Regions from separate parts of the Hordeum vulgare genome. Here region 1 is linked to region 2. The links are chromatin contacts, called in public Hi-C maps. All regions are on one chromosome and are shown on one strand. The core of a region is the stretch at or near the end of the contact, and the rest is flanking DNA. Distances in the headings are between cores, read along the strand shown. Region 1 holds the start of LOC123444327. Region 2 has its middle 180 kb from the start of LOC123441880.

Evidence for each region. A called contact is a pair of places that touch in the nucleus more often than the background predicts.
Region 1: a contact with region 2 is called in a Hi-C map of leaf, with 4 times the contacts expected there. The contact joins the promoter of LOC123444327 here to the enhancer-like site in region 2. A contact is called at or near these places in 2 of 6 Hi-C or Micro-C datasets (both in leaf).

The regions. Positions count from the first base shown.
Region 1 is chr3H:470,629,234-470,636,177 of MorexV3_pseudomolecules_assembly, forward strand. LOC123444327 reads right to left here and starts at 2,029. Exons shown (of 1, transcript XM_045121013.1): 1 at 1,312-2,029. The coding sequence starts at 1,936. The coding sequence ends at 1,556. It overlaps LOC123444326 (probable complex I intermediate-associated protein 30), which reads left to right. Exons shown (of 7, transcript XM_045121012.1): 5 at 7-87; 6 at 170-268; 7 at 342-845. The coding sequence ends at 530.
Region 2 is chr3H:470,086,375-470,092,910 of MorexV3_pseudomolecules_assembly, forward strand. No RefSeq gene overlaps it. Among protein-coding and RNA genes, the nearest start is that of LOC123441880, 180 kb to the left of the region's middle. Within about 2 kb of position 1,522, at least 3 of the 3 cell types and tissues checked have open chromatin away from gene starts, as enhancers often do. A contact at or near this core is called in leaf, where this site is marked.

The DNA.
Region 1 (6,944 bases), core at 779-3,278, 540 kb after region 2:
TTTCAGTTTGATGGTTTCATCGATCTTGATTCATATGACACAATAGCAATTAAGCTCAGAGGGGATGGAAGAACTTACATATCCACTGTACGTATACGACGACTAGAAACAACAATGAATAATTGATGTCCAGTCAATATATTGTTCCATAATCTGAATTTGTATGCAGATATACACAGAGAACTGGGTGAATTCACCTGGACAAGAGGAAGATAACTCGTGGCAGGCTTTCGTGTACGTACCACAGGGTGGCTGGCGCATCCTGAAGGTAATTTCTCTAGTCACAACCGACAACTATGTGTTTGTTCATGATTAAAATACCACTGTTTTTCTCCATCCAGATCCCTCTTGCTAGCTACTTGCCTACATGGAAAGGAAACGTGATCGAAGCGGAGATGGAAATGAATCCTTCTCGCGTCGTGGGAATGTCTGTCTCGTTAAATGCAGAAGGCGGCGTTCCTGGTGCTAAGACTGGGCCAGGCGATTTTAGATTAGACATCGATTGGATCAAGGCGATGAGGGCACTGTGATTTCCACAGCCTGTCTTTCGGCTTTCGCAGTATATTTCTGGTCCTAAAATTCCAAGAGCGTTTCATTCTATGTAGTTGCTCGCCGAGCTCCTTCACAAAAGAGAATCTCATCCTGTATGCAGCTACTTTGTCCTACGGTGATAGATGAGTGTCATCAATAACCAGGGGTATGAACGGTAAAACCATCATACGACAGATTGTCAAATCCTGCATCCATCGTAGATGCATGAAATGTTTCACTTTGTATCGGAGCAGTAACCATGGAAATAGTTATCGGTCCAGCACCATTGAATAAAGAATTTTGAGCAGTTTTAACATGACCCCTCTGGCCCTCTTGCCTGTCATGAAACTTTTTGTACTGTAGAAGTGCATGCTCTAGCCAATGCAATCAAAAGAACGATTTGATGAAAGAGACTAGGCAGCACATTATACGTCACACTCCCCCTCACGTGTGACTTTGATACCATGTAGAAGCGCATGCTCTAACCAATGCAGCCAAAAGATCGATCTGATTGAAGAGACTAGGCAGCACATTATACGTCAACACGTGCTACCTTCCAGATGATAGATGTTCAATCTACAGTTCCGTGAAGCCTACTTGATGTTTTTTCTTTGAATTGTCCACCTGCTAAATCGCACGTTTTTCGCTAGGGTGCTTCAACCTGTCAGACTTGTCAAAGAGTACATTTTGGCCACTAAAATGATGAAAAGCCCGTGCCGGCAGGCGACAGCAAAGGGAAGCTTCTCGGCACAAGGATGCAAAAACGAACGCGGTTCAATCTGAAGAATCTCACAGTAGTTTATTCCATTCCGAGAAAAATAATCCTAAACTCGCTACCGGCCGATTTCCATGAACCAACCCAAGGGAGACTCATCATTTCGACTGGCAGCCACGGGGAAGATGAGCCCAACAAAATTGACTGACCAACAGCCCAACACCGTGGCGAAGACGCGTGGTGCCACCGGCTACTTTCCTCGCTCGCACGTATGCACAGACGACGGCGGGCCCGCCTTCTCTGTCACTGTCACCCTTCGATGAAGCCGGTCATCCGCAACACGGAGTTGCGCAGGTGGCTGAGGTCCCGGTGCGCCCGCCCGGGCCCCGACCGCAGCGAGAACGCCGCCGCCTTCCCCTCCGACCACCTGCGCGACACCATCAGGTGCGGCGGCACCATGGCGCCGTCGTGCTCCTCCTCCTCCTCCTCGTCGTCCAGGTCGGCGCGCCCGCGGGGCAGGTGGGCGGGCCTGGGAATGTCCACGGGCGCAGAGCGCTGCCGGCGGTGATCCCTGGAGGCTCCTCCGGGAGCCGCCGTCGATGGCCCATACGGGCTCCCCGGAGCGCCGTGGCGCGTCTCCGGCCACAGCACCTCGCACTCGGACAGCTCCTCCTGCTCCACCGTCGACATATTTGTGCGGTTTTGTGCTCGCCTGCGTGTTACACTTGGGGACTTTGCCGACTTGGATTGGAAGCTCGATGATCTTTTTGGTTATCGGCGAACAGGGCGCGTATATATAGGGCAGTGGGTGTGGCACCGATGCCGTGTAGGTGTAGCTTCCCACGTACGGCGGCAGCCGCGTGGAGGATGAGGTCGGAGCCGGGTCACGGGCCTACCCGTACCGGGCCAGGTCAAACAGAGGCTGATCCAATCCACCGGGCCACATGGAAATAAATTGGCTATATTCCCCTCAAATAAAAATTTAAAATAAAGTATCTATACAGTGTTTTGCTAAAAAATGTGTTTTGCTCTATACAATGTTCAAACTGTCACCTGGGGTTGTAATCTTTCCCATGTACTCGTACCTTGTGTGAGTGCTAATATATTCAGGCTGGAAAGCTCCTCCTGCTTTTGAAGGTGCATTTTTTAGAATCAAAGGTGCAACCTATTTTGGTCGTATGAGCAGTTTCTTCCTCTGTGTAATTATATAATGAACTGGTACCACTAATCATGAATCCGATCATTGGTGAGAGGTGACGAAGGCCAGAAGGTGCCACGTACACCTGCAGATACAGAATATAAGTCACCCGCAAAAAAAAAGAGACAGAAAATATAAGATTTACAAACAAGGTGCTGAAATTGTTTGAAAGTTGTATCGTTATCTAAAGCACCGCGCGCAGCAGCCAGTTCTGACGAGACCGAATACACGAGCATGGGATCCCATTTTAAAAGTGTGACAAGATTATGCCAGGCTTGATCCAGATTAATTAACCCTCGACTACGTCACACGCGTCCCCTGCTCCCCTGCGAATCTCTCACAGACCTACGCGTGTAATCCTTGGTCCTCGACTGGGAAGCACACGGAATCCATCGTCAAAAACAAGAAAAGCTGATCCTTTTTGTCAAGGTTCAGCACAAAATAAATCCATTTTTTTTTACAAAGGACCCTTCTACATGACATCCATATCCAGCACACCATGCTAGACAACATAACGTCTCGGTCAAAGGCGTCACTGATCATTGCTCACTTGTCACCTTGGCAGAGTAAGAGCAACTCTAGCAAACACCGCATTCGTCCGGCCCGCAACGTGTTTGCAGTTTGCATAAAAATGTCTATGCGGGCTGGCGCGTACGGACGCGGATGCAGACCCCGCATAACGGATCCGTAAAAGAGCATATTCGTGGAATATGCTTTGATGGGGGAAAGCGCGGACTGAAATGTTCCTCCACCAACCGATTTCGCTCATATGTAGGGCACCGCAGCGGCGAGGTGGAAACCCGCGAATACGCGGGTTGGGACCGAGATTTTGCCGTACCCCGCAAAAATATTTGTGGGTCGGGGCGGGATGTGGGGTCTGATCGGGCAGATTTTCCCGCCCCGACCCGCATTTTCGCGGTTATTTTCCGGGTCGGGGCGGGATGCGGGGTGTGCTAGAGTTGCTCTAAGGAAACATGGCGAAAAAGAGTTTTTCCCCGCTTTGTATTACAAAGCAATTAAACAGTACAACCAACGATAGGGCTGGGGCAAAACATCACAGTCACGTCTAAAAAAAGGAAAAATACAAAAAATTAAATGCCTACACCGATGGATCGACACAAAACACAAAAGACTCGCGACCGCTGTGCCTACCAAGAGTCTTCCATCAAGCTCCAGGACTCCAAAGCGCCGGTACCCATCAACACCTCCAGAAAGGAATGCGACTATGACGACGCTGCTGCCAAGGGTTTCCCCCGATACGCGACGAGGCGCGAGGAAGGATAGCCCCGACACCCTTCAGGAAGGTTCAACGACACCCAACGACGTCACCGCGTCAGTGTCGGCCTGGCCGTCAGGGGTTTTCCCCGATCCCAACCTGCACCTTGGGCGCTCCGGAGCGTGCTACCAAGCCGACCTACACCCAGCACCAACACGGTCTTGAGGCCCGTGCGCCGTCTCACCACAGCGCCATAAGGACAGACCTACACAACGATGAAGAGGACTCGGGACTAGGAGCAGTAGCACCTTCGGCACGCGGGAGGGCTCAACCTCCACCGTCAACTACAGTAGCCGACCGGACGTAGTAGCAGGAGCATACCAGGCCCGTGGCCCACAGGCCCGGCCGGGACCCCTCGGAAGCTCCTGCCATCACGCTGCAACTGGCGCACCGTCGGCAACACCACCCCCCGTCCAAGCTGCTCCTCCTCACCACCATGCAGAAGACACCACAGCCACGCCGGTAGCCGGCCCGCTAGGATCCAGATTGGGCCCGTAGGGCCCAGATCTGGGCCGAGGGCGCGCCGTCGGCCACCTCGCCCCACCACGCCGCCAAAGAGCAGCGCCGCCACCTCACCCGCCACCGGCCACCATCAGTGGGTCGCCGAACCGCATCCGGTCGAGCTGCACCGCCGCCGTCCCCTGCCCCGAGAAGGGGAACCGAGCGCGTGGGGAAACGAGGGCCCGCCGCCGCCGGCACGACCCGGGCTAGCGCCTGGGGCGCCCGCCAGCGGTGACGGGGGAGGGGAGCCGGAGGAGGAGGCCGCCTGCGGGACAACAGCTTGCGTGCCACCCCGACCACCTCCCGAGGAGGCGGCGTGAGGTGGATCCGAGAGGAGGGGGAGAGAGGAGGAGGAGCCAGACCGGAGGGAGGGCCGACGACGACAGAGGGGGGAGGGGAACCCTAGGTGTCGCCCCAAATGTTGTACAAGCCCAGAGTAAGGGAACATGACGCTCCAGGTGAGGGCGCCATGCTGGCGCCAGGGCGCCATGCCCCTTGAGTCAACAAAACTAGCTAGGCCCTCTCCTCCCAAACCCTCTATTTCCCCCTTTCTCCACCCCGTCTGTACCGCTCAACCCCATCCCTAATGCCCACTAAATTTCACGAATTGGAGCTCCAAATAATTGAATTATCTTTCCCTAGTCCCCTTCGACCCCTCAAGGTATTCTCCCTCGTTCCTCTTCTTTTTGCTGGTTGAAATCTCCGAATTGTGTCAATTTTGGAAAACCCTAGGCATGGGGATTCCATAAATACCCCATTTCAAAAACCGAAACAATTGAGACCTTTGGAGATTGGATGCAGTTACTAATTCATGATCTGGCATGTCATAATGAAAACTTAATTCTCGATTCTACGAGAATTTTTATGAAAGTGTCCATTTGCTTTTCTTTAATTGAAGTTCATTTTCCTAGAATGTATCCTAATTTTTGGGCTAATTTTTCTTCTGATGATCGATTCAACCTCTAATCAATATACAATTTTGCATTGATTCATTTAGGTGTTTATGTTTGTAGATGGCAAGGATTGTGAATGTGCATCATGTGGACTTTGTATCTTTTGAGAAGGGAGACGCCGAGTATGGTGATTCGAAGAAGAAGCCCGTAGTGATGGTGTTTCCCACAAGTCCTAGCCTTGAGGAGATTGTGGTTGAGCTTTGAAGAAGGTTGAATTGGATGAAAGAAAGCAATGTAGTAGTCTTAATCAGAAGGTATAATGTTGGGTATGGACAACACATTTGTTGGAAAAAAATGCCTCTTGTCTCTGAGTTTCATTGGGAAGCATATAAGGAGAGTGTCTTGGCCTCACAAGGTAAATCATTCGAGTTATTTGCCACAAAGGTTGATGGTGCTCGGTTGCACATTGATTTGAATCAGTGTGCATCTTCATGTGATGTTAGAATCCTGGTTTGAGGGTCACCACATGTCAATTCGGATGTCTATGACACAACAATGAGCCAACCTCCATTGACCCAACCTTTGAGCCCCGTCGAGAATGACCAAATTGATAATCTAGACTTGCACATGGACGGTGATGAGCTTTAGGGTGATGAATCAGAGGCTTATCTTCGTGGTCATTATGTTGATGATGTGGAGGCAAATTGCATGAAATAAGACATGTACCATGACGTTCCATACAATAGATCATATGCGGGGGACTCAGCGGATGAAGGCCCGTACAAAGAAATAGATGAGGATGGTTTGACGGCTAAATAATCCATTGCTTTCAAAAACAAAATAGGTCAGGGTCACGAGAAATCGTTGTTCCATGATGTAAGCCTAACCGATAAGGAGATTGTTGATGGTGGCACGAGTAAAATTCTTTCACCAAGGTTAACTTCAAAGCGAGACATCGGGGCAAGTGTGTATGGTGCTAGTGAAGGAACAATCTTTGAAAGCTTGATATAACTTCAAATATGGATCAAGGACTACACGGTTAAGTTTCATCGACCATTCTTTATGAATAAGTCAAACTCCAAATTGCGATACGTGGTCAACTATGAGGAAAACAAAAATCATTGCCCTTGGGTTCTACGTGCAAGATGGATCAAAGGTGGACCGCAATGGAAGATTACAAATTCCGTGTTTCAACACCGATGCAGTGGCAAGAATGTTGATGATGCTAATGTAAAGGATGATCACCGCCAATTGACCTCCAAGTTCATTGCATATCAACTTTCACCCCCCATAAAGATACTCCTGACATATCCCATTAGGGCATTGATGGAGATGGTGAAGGAGGTCTTCGGGCACACGGTGAAGTATGAGAATGTATAGAAGGCCAAGCAAGCCGCCTTTAACATATTATATGGTGGTCGGAAAGAATCATACCACGCCTTGCTATGGTGTTGAAAGCGATTGCGCCAGATAATCCGGGCATGTACTATGTGGTGGAGCTAGTGTTGGAAATATGCCCTAGACGCAATGATAAATAGTTATTATTATATTTCCTGTTTAAAGATAATCGTTTATTATCCATGCTATAATTGTATTGAATGAAAACATAGATACATGTGTGGATACATAGACAAAAAAATGTCCCTAGCAAGCCTCTAGTTGGCTAGCCAGTTGATCAATGATAGTTAAGGTTTTCTGGCTATGTGCAAGTGTTGTCACTTGATAACTGGATCACATCATTAGGAGAATCATGTGATGGACTAGACCCAAACTATGAACGTAGCATATTGATCGTGTCGTTTTATTGCTATTGTTTTCTGCGTGTCAAGT
Region 2 (6,536 bases), core at 272-2,771:
AAACATTGTAAAAATATATTTGTGTAATTCAAAATATGTTGATGCGTTAATTTATTTGAACTGTGCGAATATATTTTTGAGATGTGTCAACATTTTTAAAATACAATGTACATTTTTTTAATTTACACAAATATATTTTAGAATGTTGTTTTATAAATGTCACGTACTCCCTCCATCCCATAATATAAAATTATTTTAGCCACTTTTAATGCAAAAAATATATATTGAATTATACAAACATTATTTTACAATGTTTAACTTTTTATTAATTAAAAAAAGAGTTGATACAGACATTTAATTTTTTTATGAAATAAAACTGTTCAATGAATACAAAAAGAATTATACACTGACAACTTGTATGTAGATTATACAAAATGATGAATGCAAACATTTACTAAATGCTTCTTAATATTAACTTGTGTACATTTTTTACTCATGACTTATATTCACACAAATATAATTTAAATATTGGACGGGATTAAATATTCATTGAAATATTTTATATTTTGAGCTATGAATATTTTTAACTATACAAACCAAACCTGGCCAAACGCGCGGCCCGACAGGGTACGAGCACGTGCCTGGCCCAGCACGGCCCGCCAAGGCACGCTTAGTAATCGGCCGGGGTCGTGCTGTGCCAGCCCGTGGGCTGCGCCTCTAGATCCAGGCACGACCCGATTACTAAACGGTCGGCCTGTTGGTCCGTTTTGCATGATGGGCTGCATATGTTTAGCTTCTAGGCTTATTTTTAAGCTTATTGGGCTGTATATTATATACATATATATTAAAAAAATAAAATATGAAAAATAAAATAAATGGATTGTGTCGTGCGGGTCCGCGTGCCCAGCCTCCAAGACCATTCACGGCCCGAGGTGTGCCGCGTGCCGGGCATGGGCACGATTAAAGCGTCCCGGGCCGGGCCCGTCTCGTGCTAGGCCGGCGTGCCTGCGGACCGGCCCGATTGATCGGGCCCGTTTGGCCAGGTATAATACAAAACGTTGAACTATATAAAATATGTGTATAATTCTTGAAATGCGTGTATTACTAAAGTAATAGTTATTAATTTTAGTTTTAAAAATATTGATATTTTAATTGCACAAATATTTTTAGTTATTCACAAAAATCATTTCAAAATAATACATGAACAAATTATGCTCCATCAATTTCTCAAATAAAAGGTACAGGTGTATTTATACAAAAATATAACATTTCTATAATTATTAATATTTGTATTATGATTATAGAATCGTTTTTAATCATTTATAAGTACTATTTTAGAATACAAATACAGGAACAATATTTGAAACTTGTCTTCTTATTGAGATTATAATTTATATATTGTCTATAAATTTTGAAAAGCCAAACAAGCGCAAACTGGGCCGCGTGGACGGCAGCTCATTTCTGTTCCACGTACGCCTCTGTCATTGTACATTAAAGTGTTAGGTGTAGTGGCTGGGTCGGGTAATGGGCGTTTCTTATTTGATTCTACAGGCGCCTGTTAAAGTGCATATTTGCAAACGGGCGCCTGTAGCGCTCGCCCACAGGGCCGGCCCATCATCGGGCATTCCCAAGCTGAAAAAAGGAGCGAATGTAGGGATCGAAACGGGCGACCTCATCATCCTATACGGACGTGGAAACCATCCCGCCAGGAAAACTGGTACGCTTATTATTATCTTTTCCGCCTTTTCTTATACTTCCTACATTTCTCTTTTTTTTCTTTCTTCCCCTTTTCTTTTTTTCGCTTTTATTTTTCTCTTTAATTTTTTTCCTTCTTCTTTATTTCTCGTATGTTTATTTTGTTACAAATTCGTAATTTTTTCTTTAAAATTGATGAATTTTTTCCCAAATTTGATGTACATTTTTTCAAATTTGAAGCTTTGTTTTCTTACCTTTTGATGAATTTTATTCAAACTTTAGCTCGAATGACCCCTTCTCATAATAAGAATGTGCACGGTCTGGTCCGGTATGGAATGAACTTATAATCTGATGATCGAGTCGATTCCATGATTATAAGTTCATAACCCTAGCGCCCATTCCCATTTTGGGCGGAACAGATCTACTAATTCTTTTATTCCAGTTAGTAAGAGGGATCTTGAACTAAGAAATAGACCTAGCAGCTAATCTATTTTCAAGTTGGATAATTTTTTATGAAGTTTTTTCAAACTTGCATGAAATTTTCGAAAATCATTTTTTCAGTTTCGTTGAACATTTTTCAAGTTTGATGAACTTTTTTCAAATCCGATGAACTTTTTTCATATCCGAAGAACTTTTTTTAATCCATTTTTTTTTTCAATTTCAATGAACTTTATTCAAATTTGATGCGTTTTTATTCAAGTTTGGTGAACCTTTTCTCAAATCTGATGAACTTTTTTCAAATCCATTGATTGTCCTTTCCAAAATACATGAGCATTTTTCAGATTCAACAAACTTTTTTCCAAATTTGATGAACTTTTTTCAAACTTGATGAACTATTTTCAAGTTGGATAATTTTTTTCCTACAAAACAGTTTTTTTATTCCATTGAATATTTCTCAGGTCCGATGAACTTTTTTCATATTTGATGAACTTTTTTTCAATTTTTATTAACTATTTTTAAACCGATGAACTTTTTTTAAATACATTAACTTTTCAAAACAATTCCATTAATTTAAAATTTGTGAACTTTTTTTGAAATCGGTGAACTTGTATTAAAGTTGGTGAACATATTTTAAATTTTGTGAAATCGATGAACTTTTTTCAATATGAATGAACTTCTTTTGTTCAAATTTGATGAACTTTTTCGTTTTCAATTATTTTATAAATAAATGATGAACTTTTTTTTTCAAATTTGGTGAATTTTTTTGAAATTGATGAACTGTTTTCAAATTCGATAATTTTTTCCAAAATTTATGAAATTTTTTATATTTATGTTTTTTGACTAAATTTGTCATTGTTTTGAAGTTTGTGAATGCTTTTGAAAATTACATGAATACTTTTGATTTCATGATTTTTTTTCTTTTTTATCCCGTAGTTGACTAGTAAAAGTTTAAGGTAAATGTTCACACCTGCCCAAGGGGCTGAGTGGTCCTTGGAACGTAGCAGTTTAGATGAGGTTGTATGTTCAATTCCTGTTTCCGTCGGAATTTTTGGCCCAATAGTGTCGCTGCGTGGGCGTTGCAACTCCTAGTTGGCGCTGAAGGCGCTGACTAGGAGCTCCCCTGGTAATGTGCTAGGTCGCTCGTTCGGGACAAAGTAGTCGCATTTCTTCAGTTCATTTTTGCTCCTACTGATGGGTGGTCTTTTCGCAAAAAAGAAAAAGATGAGGGAGTTTTGTGTAAAAACACATTTATGTGTCACTACAACGTGCCTTGTCCATGCTGGTGTGCCACATAAGCACCCAATATGCACGCATATATGATCGCATTTGCACGTCCATACAAGTTTGATGATCACAATCATAAACTCCCTCTGTCCCTAAATATTTATCTCTTTTATATTCAATTATGGATTACATACAAAGTAAAATAAATAAATTTATATTATAAATTATGTTCCGTTTTTAAATATTTATTTTTTTAGAGATTCAATTATGAACTACATACAAAGCAAAAATGAATGAATATATATTTAAAATTATATTTATATACATCCATATATAATTCATAATAAAATCTGTAAAAAGATAAATATTTTAAAACAGAGACAGTCGCATGCAAGTTCTAAGACTTTGGATGTATTTACTCTATTTTTCTTTTCATGGATTGCCATCGCGCTCAGCAGTGCAATGCAACGGCCAACCGATCGAGACGAGTAGCCCCCCATTTGCCAATAGATTTTGCGGCGTTGTAGTTGAGACGCGGTACTCGCAATTCAATTAGCCGGTACGAAAGCTCCTGGGCAGCAACCATATCTCTGCATTCAATTGCCAGCAGCTTTGGTTCCAACTTGTGTTTGTATTAATGCATTTCATGCATGTGTGCCTTCTGGTTTGGCCGTTCTCTCCGTAGGTTCAGTATTCCTTGTCGGTGATGGATGTGTTACTTTGCATTTTTTAAGAAAAGGCATACGTCTGATTTTATAAATAAAGTCACAGTCACAACCAACCAGCATTATACAAACAGTTTACCCAAAACACTCAGAACCGACCACCACAAAATACACTAACCATAACTCAGCGGCACGGAGGCCCAAATGATAGATACAAGGCACGCACACCAACCACCTACCGTAAAGGAAAGATCCAACAAACTAAGGAGACGGTGCGACAGAAGGAGATATCAGTAGACTGGCAAACGTCCGAACTTTGTTGATCAACACCTCCACCCCATCCCGTTCGACAGGTTTAGTTAATAATTTCCACTACAGCAAGAGAATAGACATTTTAAACAAAACATCAACATGTTAGTTAGGAAACACACCCACAATAGTGAATTTGTTCGTGGTAGTCCATAACGACCAACAAAGAGCACCCGGCCCGACCCGAAAAAAACCTCTTAGAGCGCCCCCGAAGGTTAGAGGTTTGCAACCACGATCGAACACAACCCTCCATCAGCTTGGCCACACAACACCCAAAGAAGATATGGTTAGTATCCTCCCGCGGAGAGCATAAAGCACAAAAGGCCGAGCCACGACCATTCCTCTTCCGGATCTTATCAGCAGAAGGCAGCCGACCCGTAGAGGCCTCCCGGAGAAAAATCTTAATTTTGGGAGGGATCCTCGCAACCAAAATGGGTTTGAACTTGGAAGTAGGGGTACCAGAGATAATTATAAACTTGGAAGTAGGGGTACCAGAGATAATTCTAGTATAGAGAGACTTGACAGAAAACTTCCCACGCGCAACATGGGGCCAGGTAATCGAGTCATCCTCATCCGAGAGGATCGGGAACACAGCGGCAAGATGATGCGAGTTCCCCAACTCTTCGGGAGAAAGGGACCTACGGAAGTCCATGTCCCAGTTATTACGGGAGATCTCACAGGTTGAGATCTCACGATTAGAACAATAAGAAAACAAAGTTGGAAAAGAAGAAGCAAGAGTGGAGTCACCAGCCCACCAGTCCAACCAAAAATGAGTGATACACCATTATTGACCACAAACTTGACATGCTCCCTAAAAACGTCCCTCACCATAATAAGGTCCTTCCAAAACCGTGATCCACGAGTCGCCGGGGCAAACATGGGACTACCATCAGAGAAGTACTTAGCTTTAAGCAGATCAAACCAGAGGGTGCCAGGAGTAGCAGTCATAATCTTCCACCGCCACTTAATAATAATACATGTGTTCATAATCGAGGTATTCAAAATTCATAGCCCCCTAAGGCTTTTTGGTATGCATAACATATCCCACTTGGCAAATCTATATTTTCACTTATTGTCCACAAAGTTCCAATAAAAAGCACCTCTGTGCTTGTCAAAACCCTCATGTGTGCCCTTAGACGGTCTATAGAAGCCCATGATGAACATAGGAAGGGAACAAAGGCAAGCATTAATAAGACAAACTTTTCCAGCTGAGGTGTTGTATCTCCCATGCCATGGCATAACTCTATTACCCACATTAGAGACTACAGGTTTAAATTCCTTGACACAAAGGTGGAAAGGGGAGATAGGAAGCCCCAAGTACTTAAAAGGAAATGACCCAAGAGAACAATTAAGAAGTTGGGTCACATGTAAAGCCTCGTTGTCCTGAACCGGAGTGACAATGACCTCACTCTTAGAAAAGTTGATGTTTAGCCCCGACAAGGCTTCAAAGCATAAGAGGATGAACTTAAGATTAGTAAGGAAAGATTCATTAAGTTCCACTAAAATGATCGTATCATCAGCATATTGGAGGTGAGTGATGTCGCGAGGTAGTAGATGGGAGATGACAGGAGTGATATGCCCAGCCGAGGTCGCCTGATCCAACAGAAAAGACAAAGCATCAGCCACGAAATTAAAAAGGATAGGAGAAATAGGGTCGCCTTGCCGCATGCCCCTTCCATTAACAAAGTATTTGTTGATCAAGAGGTTAACTTCCATAACCGTGTGCCCCCAAGACACAAGTTGCATGAGTCTCTGCACGAAACCAGCCTCAAACCCCTTGGCATACATAACTTGTCGAAGAAAATCCCAACTCACCAAGTCGTAAGCCTTTTCAAAATTCAGTTTTAGAATAATAGCTCGAGATCCTCGCACTCTAAGATCATGAACAATTTCATGCAAGCAGAGAACACCCTCCAAAAAATGTCTCCCTTTAATGTAGGCCAACTGAGTATGACTAATGATACGATGAGCAACAGGTGTCAACCTTGTTGTCAACCCTTTAGCGGTGAATTTAGAAAAGTTGTTGATCAGGGCAATGGGGGCAAAAGTTAGATAGAGATTCAACTCCCTTGATCTTGGGTATAAGGGAAAGAATAGCATAGTTAAGGTGAGAAATGTCCACAGTGCCTAAGCAGAAACCTTGGATAATATCCCAGACCAAAGGGGGCGAGATAGGCCAGAACCGTCTGAAGAAGGGGATAGAAAAGCCATCCGGGCCTAAGGCCGAGTTCTTGTTAGTGGAGTTAACGACCATCTAAATCT